Regions from separate parts of the Triticum aestivum genome. Here region 2 is linked to region 1. A link is a contact called in public Hi-C data. All regions are on one chromosome and are shown on one strand. Each heading gives the region's core, a stretch centred on a gene start, on an enhancer-like site or on the middle of the called end of the contact. The rest is flanking DNA. Distances are from core to core; before and after follow the strand shown.

What was found. Hi-C and Micro-C count contacts between places; a contact is called where the count stands out from the background.
Region 2: a Hi-C map of leaf shows a contact between it and region 1, with 4 times the contacts expected there. The contact joins two enhancer-like sites. A contact is called at or near these places in 2 of 5 Hi-C or Micro-C datasets (leaf and an unstated tissue) and 1 of 1 datasets of contacts at active chromatin or transcription factors (leaf).

The regions. Positions count from the first base shown.
Region 1 is chr2B:680,335,778-680,340,597 of IWGSC CS RefSeq v2.1, reverse strand. No RefSeq gene overlaps it. Among protein-coding and RNA genes, the nearest start is that of LOC123046677, 3.5 kb to the right of the region's middle. Within about 2 kb of position 2,082, at least 2 of the 8 cell types and tissues checked have an H3K27ac peak or open chromatin away from gene starts, as enhancers often do.
Region 2 is chr2B:680,629,944-680,634,763 of IWGSC CS RefSeq v2.1, reverse strand. No RefSeq gene overlaps it. Among protein-coding and RNA genes, the nearest start is that of LOC123042053, 13 kb to the left of the region's middle. Within about 2 kb of position 2,988, at least 3 of the 8 cell types and tissues checked have an H3K27ac peak or open chromatin away from gene starts, as enhancers often do.

The sequences.
Region 1 (4,820 bases), core at 833-3,332:
TGTGAAATGTCCATGTCGACGTATAGAAAACCGGACATTGATCAGGGCTGGAAATACTAATACCGGTTATGCTTTTCCTAGCAAAAAAGAACGTTGTAGGTAAGTCAATAATTTACGCGCAAGCATCCGCTGTGCCACTTGTCGGGAACGAGGGCATCAAATCTACCTATGGATTTCTTAAAAATAAAATCTACCTTTGGACTAAACTAATGCAAACCTCTTAGGCATCTCCAGCCGGCCCCCCAGGAAGCCCCCCACGAGCACTTTTTGGACGCCGGCGTCTAATTTTTCTCCCAGTCGGGATCCCAAGACCTCAAAAAGCGCCGGATTTGTCTAAAGTTACGGCCGGCGCGCGCAAGCGGAACGCAGCAAACCAGGAGGCAGCTGGGGGCGCCGGCGCAATACTTTCGCTGCCAAAGGGCCACTGCCATCCTCTCTACCCCCTCACCTTCTTTTCCTGGCTTGGCCCACCATATGATGCATGCAAAAAGACAAACTCTCTCTTGCATGCCCGCCTCGCTCCTCTGCTCTCTCTCCTCTCTCCCCTGCTCCTCGCTCCGGCGAGCCGGCCCCGTCTCCCGTCGCCGGCCTCGCCCGCATCTTCCCGTCTCCTGTCGCCGGCCTCGCCCGCATCTCCCCGGAGGAGCCGCAAGCGGCCGGCCCCGTCGCCCGTCGTTGGCCCTGCGTCGCGCCTCCCCGGAGCAGCCGCGGAGAAAAAAGTCTCGCCCGCCCGGACACTCCACCTTGTCAGCGCGGCGCCTCGGAGCCACGAAAGCGGGCGATGACGTGGGAAACACAAGGCCGTCCTCGTCGCCCGTCGTTGGCCCTGCGTCGCGCCTCCCTGGAGCAGCCGCGGAGAAAAAAGTCTCGCCCGCCCGGACACTCCACCTTGTCAGCGCGGCGCCTCGGAGCCACGAAAGCGGACGATGACGTGGGAAGCACAAGGCCGTCCTCGTCGCCCTGCCACGGGTGCACCGGGCACGGCGGCTCCGGCAGCGCCATGGGGTCGAACTCCCACTTGCCGAACATGACGGCCATGTCCCTGTAGTACGACTCCTGGATCTCCTGCTGCGTCGCCATCTCCCTCTTCTTCCGAAGGGTGTCGTCGGCAGTGAGGGTGCGGCGGATCTCCGCGTCGTGCTTGTTGGGGATATAGGTGGTGTTGACAACGACGGTGGAGGTGGGCAGGGGCAGCCAGCTCTGCTCCATCCACCGGCCGTACTCCCGCGCCGCCAGCTCCGCCGGGAACCCGGGCCACCAGTAGTTCACCACCGGCGCCAGCATGGCGGCCCCGGCGATCCGCTCCGGGATGTACCTGAGCGCACCCGGGTCCGCCGGCGGGCCCGTGTGGAGCAGGCGGCAGCATGGCGTGGGGCTTGGGAGGAAGGGAGAGCGACACCGGGGCCGTGGCCGCGCGGGCGAGCGGGCTGACGCCGGCGAGCGGGCCGGACGGCGGCTGACAGGAGCGAGGAGGAGCCGGTCAGTTCGCAGGCGCGAGGCTGCGGGCGGTGGCGAGCCGATCGATGGCGAGCTTTGTGAGCAGAGCACGCACGACTTAGGCGGTGGGGGGGGGCAACCAGTGGATATCATTCCACCCCCAGGCTAGAATTTTCGCCGGTAGCCCCCCAAGGGGCGAAAAAAATGCCTCCTGAAGGGCTCAACGGCTGGAGATGCCCTTAGTGCTGGTAATTAGGGTTCCGGCACTTTAAGAAACACAGAGTAATAATGGAGGCACACATGGTCAGGATGCCATAATGGCAAGAGACAGCACAAAAGAAGCTTGGCGGTGTATCATTCGTGTCCTTTTCAGAAGAAGAAAAATAAGCACAAAAGAAAACCAGAAAATAGATGGATGCACTTTTTCACCGGCCGGTGCTCCATACAGGATTCTTGGGGACGTGCCGTGCATGCGCGCCACCGCGCCAGGCAGCACTTTGGTACCACTAGCCGAGTCACTGGGAGCTTGGCACGCGTACACAGCTTGTCTGCGCAATCAAACGAATCATCATCAGCCTGTCACACAGCAGCGGCCACATGCAATACAAGCCGTGCATCCGGCCGCTGGAGATTTGGTACGCTGAAAACTTTGGGGAGAGGGGTGCGGCTCCGCTCAGGGGATGCGCGTTGTTTAACCGGGAGTCTGCCACCTGGTCTCACCGTCGTGGCTGCCGTGCACGCTTCGGACCAAGGGGGATGCACCTTGCAGGCCGCAATTACAGTTGCACGCGCCTGAATATTCCACTGGTGCTAGTAGTAGTGCTTGTGTGATCTTGAGCGAATATACTAGGGGGAAATGGCATCTTGCATTGGCGGGCAGGCGGGCAGGCTTCGCTTGAGGGAGCAGCTTTGTCGAGATCTGCACCGCACCCACTTTGTTTATCAGCAGTGACGCATTTGCACGTGACCTTGGAATCTGTAAGTAATCTTGCTTGACAGACAGTGACTGATTTACTAGAATGGTCCCACGCTTGCCTGCAGAATTTTTAAGAGTTTTTTTCCGTAATGACTCCAGAATGGTGTTTGTTGTAGCCTTGTAGAGTGGGGACTACTCGTACATAAGTATAGTACTCCTACATAAGTTTTTCTTTGACGCGGAGAGCGTCGACACGACGGTACGATGTGTTAGTGAGTCACTGCCTGCCCTGGGCACATCATCTGTAGCACGTCCACGCTTTCCAGCCAGCCACTGAGCGAAGCTCACACAATCTCCAGTGACTCGGCGATGACTAGTTACACGTACGTAATGCATCAAAGAAACAAAAGGAACACGGAAGGTTCAACGAGTCTGCGAATTGACGTGTCATCATTTTGAGCAACATACACATTAACACATACACTGCCGGTTCTAGAACTTGCGCACTACGATCAGTGTGGTACAACACTAGGGACCGTTTTTTCGAGGTTGCATGAAAAAAGCGGGCCAGGCTGAGTAGAAACCCGCTTGAGGAGATACAAGTCAAAATAGGACGTTTGCATGTTGATTGGTCACCTGCATATAGGTTGCATGCATTATGGAGGACTTCTCTACCCGGTGTTTTGTTGCATACATGCATCATGATAAGGAGTTAACAACTATACTAAACAGAGAGGTTAAAGTAGAATGCTCATTCTCACTACGACCGGAACCGAGTCTCCTCGCCGGCCTCCTCCTTCGCCACGGAAGAACGGGGGCGAGTGTCGGGGGTCCTCCTTCGCGAGTACGTCAAGCATGCCGGGGGGGGGGGGGGGGGGGCTGGAGCCCATGAACCGCGACAGGAGGTTGCTGTCGGACGCGCCGCTGCCGAGCTTGTGTCGTTGCCGGGTGACCTCCATGGCGAACCCGTCGACGAGGTGCACGGATTCCCGGAGCTTCCTCCTGTCCCTGTTGAAGAACCGCTTCAGGGTCCATATGATCTGCAACGGCGCGGTTGCAGCCTCGGAGAGAGCATGGACGCCGTGTCGAACGCGTCCACGAACGCCAATACCAGCATGAACAACTCGAGATAGCCCGGGTCGAGGCTGAACGAGATCTTGCGGGCGAGCGTCATGGTGCACGCCACGAGCGCGAAGAAGGCGCCGGCCACGCGCGGCTGCAGCGAGAACGCCCTGTCGCGACAAGCAAGCATGCCGGGCTGCTACGGCTATCGTGTGGGCAGCGAGCGGCATGGTGAGGTGGGCGGCAGGGGGCGGCGAGCACGTGGGTGAGGCTGGCGGCAGGACCCAGCGAGCGCGGGGGAGGCGTGTGGCAGGTGGTGACGAGCGCGAGAGGGTGCGGCGGGCGGCGAGGGAGGCGCGCGACGGGGGAGGCGTGCGGCAGGGCGCGGCGGGCGAGCGGGTGGGTGAACGCGGCGGCTGCGACAGCAGGGTACGGCCATCGAACGATGAAGGGGACGAGGGGCAGATGGATAAGAACGGGATTAGGTGTTGACACATTCCCAGCGAGCCACCCACGTACGCTTCATCGCATAGCTTGGACCTGGCTCGCTGGAAACGGCCGATTCCAGCGAGCCAAGCCCACAGGTGTTTTAAGAACCGCATCATGCAGGCCCAATAGTACTTACATGTAACCAAACAGCCCAACACTGAAGAGATGCTGCATACAGCGGGCCTGGTTTAACTTTTGTGGGCAACCAAACGCATCCTAAAAGAACTTGCAGAGATGGTCATTTTGGCACATCAACACCTAAAATCCCAGAGCTTTCTTTGGATGAGCGGGATCTTGCGAAAAGACTAGAACAAAAAGTCCTTGGCTTGGCGACTTTGGAAAGGGCTCACATGAGGCAAGCCTTCAGTATTACCAATCTGAAAGAGGGCAATATTTCCATCACTGCATCAACCTTAAAATAAGGGAAAAATATTCACCGTCTCAATCATAGCCTAGGGTGGGTTACCATTCATGAACACAAGAAGGTTACCGTACAGAGGCATTCACCACTGTCATGAAGAAAGGAGCTCCCAGACGAAAGGACTTTAATTGGGTTGCATTCCGACCAACTTGCGATCTTTGGGAGCTTGGGGCTGCTTTCACTAAGAAGGAAGAAAAGGCCGGTGTTTTCGCCCTCCCGCAAGACAAGGCTTCCGGACTGGATGGGTTCAACGATGTGTTCTTTAATGTCTGTTGGGATATTGTCAAGCCAGTGATCCTCATGATCATTATCCGTTTCGTAAATTTGCAAGAGAACAGTTCTCACTAGCTCAATTCCGCCAATATTGCTCTCATCCCTAAGAAAGACGGCGTTGAAGATATCGCCAACTACAAACTAAAAGCCTCATCATGCCATTGCTAAAAATCATGGCTAAGATGTTGGCCTCTCTCCGCGCCCCTCACATGAATAATCCCA
Region 2 (4,820 bases), core at 1,739-4,238, 290 kb before region 1:
AGTTGATTAGTTGCCTGCATTAAGGATCTTATCATCGAGATGCAATTTTCACCTGACGCTTGGTTGCATACATGCATATGATTAGAAGTTAACAACAAAACTAAACAACCACCAGGTTTGCCTTCTCATTTCGTCGAACACATTGAGTGCGCCGGAGCTTCCTCTGCTCCTCGCGTCGCCCACGGAGCCCGTTCGCCGCCGCCATCGAGCTCCTCGCGCCGCTCTTCGCCGACCTCCTGCGCCGCCACCCCACTGACGCCGTCGTGTTCGATGGTGTCCTACCGTGGGCCGCCACCACCGTCGCCGAGCTCGGCATCTCGCAGTACGCGTTCATCGGCATGGGCTGCTTCACGCTCTCCGTGCAGCGGTCCCTGCTCCTCCACACCCCGCAGGAGAGAGTCGCGTCGCCCATGGAGCCGTTCCTCGTGTCGGGCCTCCACGACGCGGTACGGCTCACCAGGTTGAGGCTCGCCGAGGCGACGCTCCCCGGCACGGACTCGCGGGAGTTCTTGAACCGCATGTTCGACATCGGGCGTGCCACGGTCGGCTGGTCGTCAACTCGTTCGCCGACATCGAGCAGAGGTACATCAAGCACTACGAGAAGACTACCGGGAAGCCAGTGTTCGCCGTCGGGCGGTGCCGAGGCACGCGGCTGAGGCACTCACCGGCGGTCGACGGGCACACGGACGCCACCCTGCCCGCCTACGTCCGCACGAACCCGTCGCTCAGAAGCGACAGCGCGGCGCCTGCCGCGAACGCCAGGGCGTGCTCATCGACCTGCGTCTCATACCGCTTGGGGGAGGTTGTTGATGAAGGTGATGGCCTCCGATAGCTTCGCCGCGTGGTTGATCTCGTCCGTGGTAGCGTCGCTCTTGCCGTAGAGAATGTTCTCCCGGATGCTCGTTGCGAACAGCGCCGTTTCCTGGTTGACGAGCCCGATCTGCTCGCGCAGCCACTTGGCGTCTAGGCCCTTGATGTCGTGCATGTCGAGGAGGACCGAGCCCGAGAGCGGCTCATAGAACCGCTCGATGAGGGAGACCACAGTGCTTTTGCCGGAGCAGCTCCCGCACGCGCTACGTAGTTGATGTCGTCGCCGCCCGGGCTGCTGCCACCCGCCTCCACGTCGGCCGCCGCGGGACTGAGGCACACGACTGAGGCACTCACTGGTGGCCGACGGGCACACCGACGCTTCTTGATCGACAGCGCCGACGACTCTGCGGACAAGGGTGGCGCCGCGACCGACGGGATCGATTGGAGCAGAGGGAGAGAGAGGGGATTGAGGATTAGGGAGAGAGAGAGGGATTAACTCCAGACACGCGTCTCCAGAGAGCCACCCACTTGCGCCTCAAAGCATCGCTCAGCCTGGCTTTCGGAAAACTGCCGATTCGGCCGTTCACAACGGGGCAGGCCCAGGGATGTTTTAAGAACCGTGCTATGCGGGCTAAACAGTGTATGTAGGCAACCAAACAACTGGGGGCCAAAAAATGCTGCACCGTGCGGGCCTGATTGGACTCGATGCAGGCAACCAAACTCGCCCATGGTGTATGGGAACGGGCAGGGCAAGGCCGTTGGAATACTGTGGTCCGGTGCGCCCACACGTCGGGCAAATATCGCGCGTCGGACGGCCGTCCCGGGCGGTGGTAGGCGGTTGCACCCGTCCACCGAGAGGAAAACTGTTAAGAAATAAAATATGTGATCAATTGTATGGAAGAGATGCCTCTCAGGAGGTGTTTGTTAGGGAAGAGGTGTCTCCTCAACACACCCCTTGAGGCTGTATATAAATGAGTCTCCCACATTGCAATGGACTAAGAGAATCATTTGTGTCTCTTCTTTATCTTCTTTAATTTGATATTACAATACGTTATCAGCAATTGTCTCTACCAATAGAGCAGTTGGCCCTCTCACACGATGAGCCGACTAACTGCCGCGTGCAGTTCACGGCGATGCTCTGCCAGGCCGATCCACTGCGTGGCACAGAAAACGGAGACGGCGGCTGCCTATACGGCCGACGCTAGGCGAGACGGCAGATTTGACAAATTTGACCTATAGACGAAATTAAATCACAGAATGAACTATCCGTGAAACTATTTCACGCGGCTGACCCGTGACGCCTACCTCTCAGGCGCTGCACTAGTGCAACGCCTGGGAGCTAGGCGCTGCACTAGTGCAATGCCTAGAAGCTAGGCGCTACACTATATAGTGTGGCGCCTAGCTCTCAGGCGCTGCACACGACTTAGTAATTTTCTGATCACACGTGTGCGACGCTGGCGGTGTAGCGCCTATCTGCGAGGCGTTACATAGTGTAGTGTGGCGCCTTCGTGTCGGGCGTCACACAAAAAGGTCAGCCGCGTGAAATAGTTTCACGGATAGTTCATTATGTGATTTGATTCCATCTATAGGTCAAGTTTGTCAATATACACAGGTGAGACCCCTGCGGCCGTGAGGCAGCGTGCACGGCTGCTTGACAACGCAGTGGCGCGGCTGGATTGCCAAGGCGACGCGGGCGCGGCACCCTGATGCGAAGCATGGCATCACGGCGGCTATGCACTGTGCCGAAAAGACGAGCATGCATACCCATGCAGTCATCCGCACAAGAAACCGATCCAGGAGAAAGCTAATTGATTTTTCTGTTTGTGATTAGCATGATCCTATGACTAACTGTGTTTCCCTGAATCAGGGATCAGGGATCATTAACGAATGAGCGCTACATACCCAATAAAACAGCCGTCATCACTATGGATGGAATCGCACGATTCATGGCTGCTCCACTACTCTACGGGGACGCGGTTTGCATCGGCGACGGCCTTCGGCCTGCCGGCGCTGACCGCCGAGACCATGGACTTGCTGAAAGTCGCAGAAGAGCGATTCCATCTGGCACAAGATGCTAGTTTGATGGTGGAGTTGGCGATGTGCACAGCGATCTATGGCTACTCGTCGGGAACTGGACCACAGGAGAAGGATGAGAAATCCTATCTCTTTGGCGATTTTGCAAATCAGCCTCTGAATTATTTGATAATCCTGAACAAGTCCCTGTATTTTTAAATTGAGACCTAAGCTTATTGAGGCTTGCGGTTTAGCCCTACGGCTTATTTAAAATTACAGTAGGGTGATCGGGCTCGTTGGACTTTATCAAAGCCATTGGGCTTTCTATTTTCAACACTTTAACCGTAAGGTTATTGTTATTTGCGTTTTATGCCCCAGGCTTTAGAGCAAGTATACATCATAGACCATCAGGTCTTGCTGAATTGCATAATAGTGATTATGCATAATTTTATGTTATGTAAAATGACCATTTGAGGCCCCCAAGTCCTCATATGTGTTGCACAAGTATGTTTATACTTCTGCATTGATTTGTATTACATGAGTAATACTGTTGCAAAGCAATATGTTGATTCCATTATTTGCATAGAATATGGAATTTGCTTGCAAGTTTGGAAACATGAGGTAGTGAAGTGTATGCTACTGCCTGACTATGTCAAATTTACATTTGTCACAAGGAATCGACAAATGGTACCTACTGCTTAATTGCAAGTTATCCAATGTTATTGTGAGGTCTATATTATGTCATTCCGACATAATGACTACCTTCAATTTTTCACACAACTCTGCATTATGGCAACGGAATTAATTTCGTTCACAACTGTGAGGTCTACATCACCATGTGATGACTATCTTCAATGTGCTTTTAATTAACACAAGGTTGTGAGAAGCTCCATAAGAGTGAGGTCGACACTACTTAGTAGTAATTATCTCCATGTGTTCAAAGCAAAAAAAATGAAGGCATAAGACTTATGACATAGCCATTATAAGGCCTACACCTTGGTGCCTACCTTCATAATGTTTTTCCAAATATTTGTCAATTTCATAGGATTTGTCATTTGTTGTGACTAAAGTGTCACATACTCCCTCGGGAGAGGATTCCAAGGCATTAGTGGCTACTATGCTACATATTATGCTATGAAGAGAATTATGAAAAACACTTGCATATTGTGGTGATTACCTTGCATGCATACACACCTTATGAGACGCCATCATAGCTATGAATTAACTTTATGCATAACTGAGAGGTTTATGCCATTTTATGGTGATTACCTTCATGTGTTATAGATAACATAAGGTTGTGCAGGCTATGATCAATGTGAATTATCCATAAGAGTGAGGCACCACTAGGTGGTCGACTACCTCTATGTGTTTTAAGGAAATTAAAGGTTTGTCCCTTTCGAAGTGACTAACTTTACTTGGAAGATCCACACCATACTGTGGTGTTCTTCTGGAAGGTTTGCCCTATTAGTCACTAAGAATCACCATCACCATGATTATGCTTAGCCATAGCATTTTCATCCTACTTAATTTACTGAAGGTAAATTAATGCATGCGAATTTCATGCAACATATGGTTGACCTTTTTGGAAAGGAAATGCGATGAGATGACATTTGGTGGGAGTAACTATTTAAGATGGGTTATGGACATTAAAAAATTTGTCGACCTGGAGCCTTGTTTCCACAGAAACTCCACCTGCAGAAAAATGTCATGGCTATCTAAGAATATGCATATTTGCATTTATGTGCCATCGCAATGGCTCGGTTCTCAAACTGAGTATGTAATGGATGATGAATATCCATTTTCCCTTTGAGCCTTCATTGAGGCGAGATATATTGTTATAAGCATCACATGAATGATTATTCATTCGTTGTCAGGACTTGGAGTCCATTGAGCCTTATAATTCTGTTGTCTATAAATCAACACTATGTTGAGATTATGTGATAAGGCGGTTTCAGATACATATCTGACTATAAGTCCTTACTGCACTTTACGTTCTC